Linked DNA regions of Gossypium hirsutum: region 2 is linked to region 1. A link is a contact called in public Hi-C data. All regions are on one chromosome and are shown on one strand. Each heading gives the region's core, a stretch centred on a gene start, on an enhancer-like site or on the middle of the called end of the contact. The rest is flanking DNA. Distances are from core to core; before and after follow the strand shown. Region 1 holds the start of LOC107933501 (elongator complex protein 4). Region 2 has its middle 3.7 kb from the start of LOC107933495.

Region 1 (3,505 bases), core at 462-2,961:
ATAGAAACAAATAGAGTTGAGGAAAAAGAGTTCTTATGGAGAGATTCCGGCCTCCGGTTGCCTCGAGCCGCCTTGGGTTCAATCCTCGACTTTTAGGTGATCTTTCTCAAACAAAAAAGCCAGTTATAGTAGAAGAGGACACCTACGACCACCAGCTCAAAGATTTTAGACTTACGATTTAGCGGAACCTGACTCTAGCCAACAATCGCTTTTGTGGGATCATCTTATGCTAGATCATCACTTCTCAATGGCGAATACCACGCCACTTTGTCTCTTGGGCTCGCCAACCTCTGACGCAGTAAGCTAACGAACCGACTGTGCAACCTTCCCAAAATATACAAAGCAGTCTTTCCTTGCACACGTTGAAAAGATCACTTTTTAAGGGACATGGATGGAAGCGTCAGCCCAGTAATGCGGAGAAACGATGAATACTCATTTGAGAAAGCTAAGTGCAGATTCTAAGCCTTATGAACCCTTTTGGGGATTTTCAACAACCTTTGGCTAGATAAGTTTAGTGGCTCATGATTTTTGGGGAAAAGGAAATAAGTGTAATGGAAATAAAATTTTTATTGAAAAATATGGAAATAACAAAAGGCTAAATTTTATGGGAGAGAGAGTGTTTACAGAAAAGATGAGTGTAATTTGTGTCACTCCATCCCCTATTTATAGTACTAGAAAACCTAATTTATTCCTAATTAAATTCTAAAAGATAAACAAAATTAAATAAAGATAATTAAAGATAAATAAGGATAAATAAAGATAAAAGTAAAATTAAATCTAAATAATAATCCTTAATAATTATTCTAATATAATTAAAAATTAAATAGAGTCTTGTGCTATAAAATCTCTTCTTTTGTATTTTTGCTCCCAAAATCTTCCACACTTTGCATTTTTGGCACCATTTCTCTCCTACTTCGCATGTTGGCCCAATTTAACTTCAAATTCACGCTTTTAGCACCCAAATTTCATTTTGCCTTCAATTTAGTCCCTGTAAGATAAAAAACCATAAATAACTCAAATTAGTAGGATCATACTCAAAATAAATATATAATTAATACATAAAAATATGTCATCCTACATATAATATATAATATTATTTATTAAGTTCGATTAATTCGATTAATTACTTGATTTCGATCCGAATTAACCGTTAACTAAAATTTCAAAAAACCTTTAATTGACCTCCAACCGAGCTAGATCGATTAACCGACTGGTTAGCCAAATTAGATTGGTTCGGTTGGTTAATTCAATTTTACTCGAAGTTTGAGCACCCAGATAATAAAAGATAAGAGAGAATTGGCTTTAAAAATATTTTAGATGAGAGACTTTTTGGCTTTTATTTTTAAACAATCACAAAGGGTATATAAGAGAATTATTATCTTCCATTTGGACATTTTTTTAATACAAATGCCTAGAACTGCTCACAATCCCTCTCCAACCCTTAAATAGGAGGATAAATGTGTTTCAATGCACTTGAACCTATGTCCTCCTACATAAACAACAATGTCGATACTAATCGAGCTAAAACTCATTTGGTCCCAAAGTGAAAACTTTGAACATATAATTTTTAAACACCAAACATTTTCCTTATGAAAATACTATACAACAACGGTCTAAAGAACATGAGTTTAAATAAGAATGAAAATTTTCTTAATCTAACAGTTAAACTATATATAAGAAATTAGCTATGAATCTTAATCATTGGATTGGCAAATTTTTCATCATTACTCTTTTCCATTCTTCATATCAAGCAGATTATAAGCATAGAGAGAATTATATATAGTTTAGATATTTTATAAAAGATTAATTAATTATAAATCTAAGCCTAACATTGGCCCAGTGAAATAACTAATGGGTTAAGTCCAAACAAGTAGCTCCGCTTCATAAAACCTGAAAAACATCGATTAAACAAAACGAAAACGCAAATAATTACTCTGAAAACGGCCAACTCTTGAGGCAGGAAACTTGAAGCCGAAGAGTTTGAAGCAGTTGCTGTAATTTTCTCTTTCAAGAGAGCAAGGTGAGAATTTAATTCTTCCCTGTTTTGTTACTTAGACAGAAAAGCAAAAGAATAACACTCTTTTGGAGCTTTTTTGATGTATGGTAAACTTTACCAATCAGCTGCGTACCATATATTCGATAAAAAGCTTGAATGAAAAGAGAAAAATACATCTTAAAAATAATGAAAAACAATATGGGTTATTGAAGGTTATACTTCTTTCTATGTTCATTGATTTTAGCCAAGATGGGTGGTTCCATATACATGCTTTTGAATGGATAGGTAAAGGTTTGAATGGAAAATAGCTCAAATTTAAGTTAAATATAACATTTTTAATTTTAATCCTGTGGTTATGATAATCATGTTTTTTTTTCTTGTTTAGTTGATTCCATTGCTGATTTCGACATCTTCAATGATAGTTATTTTTTGGGTTTTTAGGTTTTGTTTTGATTAACTGTGCAACTGGGTATTGCTTGCTGCAGTTAAACCAGGAAAGTCTCAGATCACTTCATTGAGTGGTGTTTTGATTTTTTACTGTTGCTACTGCTATGGCTGCGGCCAAGACTCGGACAAGTACCTTCTCTCGAAACCTTTCCACTGCAGCCCCATCTCATGGCCCCGGACTTAAGTGTGGGCCAAATGGCACGGTCTTTCTATCTTCTGGGATACCCGATCTTGACAGTAATGTCATACACTCTTATTCTTATCACTGTCTAACATTCTTTTTTGGCCTTGCTTTCTCTCAGTTCTTTGAGGTGATTTGTTCTGTTATTGAATAGTTTTTACTTGATATTCAGAGATACTGGGTGGTGGGTTCCCATTGGGAAGTCTAGTTATGGTGATGGAAGACGCAGAAGCACCTCATCACATGCTTTTGTTGAGGAATTTCATGGCTCAGGGACTTGTTCTCGGCCAACCTCTTCTCTATTCTAGTCCAGCCAGAGATCCAAGGGGTTTTTTGGGTACTTTGCCAAGTCCTGCTGCATCCAAAGATGACAAATCCCGGGAACGCGATCCAGATCAGGTTCCTTTTTCTCTTTGTCTTCTTCTTCAGTTTTATTTAAAGACTAAGAATGTGAATGGCATATTAAAAGGAACTTGCAGGAGAAAGGTCTGAGAATTGCTTGGCAGTATAAGAAGTATCTTGGTGAAAGTCAGCTCGATGGACAAAGAGGTAGTTTATCCCTGGTATATTCTTTGTTCATTTTGCTTGCAGGGTTAACAAACGTTAATGCAGCTTGCTTTTGTTTCTTAAGTAAGAGTAAGAAAAGAGTTACTCTTTCAACTCGTAACAGTTTATTACTTTTCAGTTTAAAACTTGATGCATTAGCAGGTGTTTGTTTGAAAATGCACTCTTCTTGACCCTTGTTCTTGCTTTTCACTCCTTAAACTTCTACTCATAGCCCTTTATGTGAACATGGTGCAGATAGTAAACATGAGTACTCTAATGAATTTGATTTGAGGAAGCCCCTAGAGAGGCACTTCATAAATGGACCACGCATAGAT
Region 2 (3,505 bases), core at 293-2,792, 52 kb before region 1:
TCGACCCGAATCCTTAACATGACTCCATATATAAAATGCAGGAGAAGTTTTGAAAGAAGCAAGACTAAGATGATGTTGGTTAAATTGAGTCCGACATAGGTGATGTCTTATATCTGCTCTTAACATGATTCTCAAGAAATCTTCAAGTTTTCCTGCAGGGCAGCTGGAAAATAGGTTTAACATGGAGATGGCGTGGTCGGGCCTAAAAAAATACATGGAAATTATGATAGATAGAAAATTTTGGGCACTAATAAAAATGATAGCATTTTATAGGGTTTTAAAATATTTTCCTACACAAAAAATGTTAGCATTTAGAGTATGTGAGGTGCTTCTTTATTTATTTTTAAAATGCTAATCCCATCTTGTAATGCTTATTTACTCTTTTTACCAGCTTTATGTTAATTTTATCAGCAAATTTTTATTAAAAAGAATTTTATGGAGTATCTGACAAATTTTTTGATGAAGAGGTGAAGGTTCATGGAAACTCTTAACATAATTATGTTAAAAATGATTAGTGTGAATTTCTATTTTAAAAAAAAATATATATTAATTATTATAAAAATGATTAGTGTGATAATTTTTTTTAAACAATTAAAATTAAATCATTAGCCTAAAAAAAGAGTTGATAACACATTTACTAATAAAAATAACAAGAAAAATACAAATCATATGAAAATTTATCTAATTGTTTTAGTACATATTTGTTTGATTATTCACTCTTTAATATTTAACATATGCTCTTTATCAACATTTGTTAGTTTTTGATCGAGTTCATCATTTGAATTAGAATATACATCTTTTAAGATTATCAAGATTTTTTTCCATATATTTTTCGAAGTATGGATCGTGTTAATTCTACTTATGATTCAAGTTATAAAATATGCAAGATACTAGTATGATTCAATTTTGTTTTTTTATTCTATACTAAGGTGATGTTAATATGGAAAATATTTTTTTAGAACAACAAATGTCTTCTCAACTACATTTCAAAATCTTAAATGTCTCAAATTAAAAAGTTCGCGAGCTGACTATAGTACTTGTGTTTGGTACCATTCTCTCAAACGGTATCATCTCCTATAATATAATGCAAGAAAACCTTTTGTATTTATATAATTAATATCGATCTTATAAAAAATTGATCACACGAATATATAATAAAATAAAGATTTAACCCAAAATATTATACTTAAATTATACTAGTTTTCCTAATTTAGTACCTAAACTTTTTTTCTCTCAACCGAAGCTACACTTCAAAATTTGTTTTACCCAAAAAGTTAACTATTATTTTAAAAAAATTCCACCAATCAAGGACTGCCATGTGTGATATTTTATTCATTTTTACAAAATATTATTTAAATTACCAAAATTCCATTAGAAATAATTTTGAAAAAAGTAAAACATATTTACAATATTTTTATAAGTTACAAAAGTTACTGTCCAAAAAGAAAAAACATTCTCTGAAGTCGAGGGTTAGGGTTCTTGTTTCAGATGACATTGCAAGTTGGAGATGCCTATAGGAAGCTCAAAATCTTATGGTGGGGGGATTGAGTGAGCCGATTTGTATTTCAAATACCTTGGAGCAAAGGTAAGAAATTTTATGCGTGTTCAAAGTATAAAGAGGTATTTTTTTGGAAGGGGGATTTTGATTAATACCATAATTTGAAAGAAATTAATCTCAGACCCTCATTAAAAGCTATGGGTTATCAGGTTATAGATCTAATTTCGAATTTGATACTTTATGTACTTGATTATTGAACCTTTTTATTTTACTTGATGACTAAATTTTTTTTATTAGTTGTTTCTACTTTATTATTATCAGATTGTCGTTGATTGATATGAGTGAAATACAGTTTTGATGGAAGTATGATTTAACAAATATATGGTATGGGTGCAAATTTTTTGAATGGATCAGAAATTATGAAGGGAATGGGAATGTTGATGATTATATTGGATGAAGGAACTTCGTCACTTGAGTTTCCAACCCTCAAATTGCATCACTCTCATGTTCGAATAACTTGTACATGCTTCTCTTAACACCAATAACTAGGACCACACTTTTCCATGAGCAGTATATGTTAGGTTTCTTCCCATGAAAAACGACATGGAACTTCTCTATTTTTTTTTTTTGTAGATTCATATTCTTAAATATCTAAAAGAGATGATGAAGACTTAAATTTTCGGTAAGGGAGGAAGATGGTATATTAAAAGCTTAAACTTTTTGGAAAGAAAAAGTAAGAAACGATTAAACAATGGATGATGGTAAATAATTATAAATGAAGGCTGCCATGGGGAAAACAAGATTATCATTCTAGTTGGGTGGGAGATACGGATGGTCAAACAGTCAGTTGAATTAATAATCCAACCAAATTAGTATAAATTGAATTAATTAAAAAATTTTATTATTTAACCGTTAATCAAATCAATATTTTTAAAAAAAATTAGTCAAATCAAAATATTTCGGTTAATTTAGTCAATTAATTGAATTAACTAAAATTTATATTTTTTTTTGTTAAAACAAATATAAAACATATCAAAAAAAATTTTGATAACGTTCATTTGACTAAATTAACCGAAATAATCGAATTATAAATCTTGAAACACTACATAATTAAAAACACTACATGAGTTTTGAAATTAACACAATTAAAATGTAATAGTCTTTAATATTCTCTATTTGCATCAATTTCTTCTCTTCAAAAGATCTTCATTTGCATTATACCTAGAAAATATATGCAAAAAATGAGCATATACTAATATATATGCATTTCAAAAAATCGAATAATATAAACAAATGAATCGGTTGCAAGTTAACAAAAATGAGATAGCAAGCATACCCTTCAACTCATGAAAGCTCATGACTGTAGGGTAGGTTCTGACGCATTACAAGAAAAGTCTAAAATTTGAAATGATTAAATAAGTTAATTTATAAGTGATTGAAACTATTAAATTAAAAATAAACATACCATTTTTAGTATTGTCAAGCTTTTGGATTTGTTCCTCAATCTTCTTGATGTCTTTTTTTATGATGATTTTCGAATCCACTTTTTTTATGATGTTTTTTTTTTGTGGTTCACTGAGAGAAACATTGTGCTACCATACTCGATTGGCTATAAGCACTATGAAGTATAGGCTTATACAAAGCTTCTTTCAACTTTTGCATCATTTCACAAGCTTTTTTAGCATTAGACATTTCACTAAGTGCAAATTCAAAATACTTCAATTTTTGTCTAAGATCTAAAACACAAGAAACAAACACAAGCAAATTCATCTTATCAATATCACACCAATACTTATCATACTTGGCTTTCATCTTCATGGCCATAACACTAAATTCAACATCAATATTTGACTAAGCATTTCGTAAAAGGATATCAATTTGAGAAAGCTCATCAAAAAATTATTGGATGTGACATATGAAGTGTTGAAAACACACAAAGTGACTTCATAAAAGTGTTCCAAGAAATCCCTCAAGTTTCTAACACTATCCCAATCATCCACTCTAGGC

Evidence for each region. Hi-C and Micro-C count contacts between places; a contact is called where the count stands out from the background.
Region 2: a contact with region 1 is called in a Hi-C map of fibers, with 4 times the contacts expected there. The contact joins the enhancer-like site here to the promoter of LOC107933501 in region 1. A contact is called at or near these places in 12 of 34 Hi-C or Micro-C datasets (anther, fibers, hypocotyl and 5 more).

What each region holds. Positions count from the first base shown.
Region 1 is chrA12:43,948,756-43,952,260 of Gossypium_hirsutum_v2.1, reverse strand. LOC107933501 (elongator complex protein 4) reads left to right here and starts at 1,711. Exons shown (of 9, transcript XM_016865729.2): 1 at 1,711-2,020; 2 at 2,482-2,680; 3 at 2,797-3,023; 4 at 3,104-3,173; 5 at 3,426-3,505. The coding sequence starts at 2,548.
Region 2 is chrA12:44,000,953-44,004,457 of Gossypium_hirsutum_v2.1, reverse strand. No RefSeq gene overlaps it. Among protein-coding and RNA genes, the nearest start is that of LOC107933495, 3.7 kb to the left of the region's middle. Within about 2 kb of position 1,542, at least 4 of the 9 cell types and tissues checked have an H3K27ac peak or open chromatin away from gene starts, as enhancers often do. A contact at or near this core is called in fibers, where this site is marked.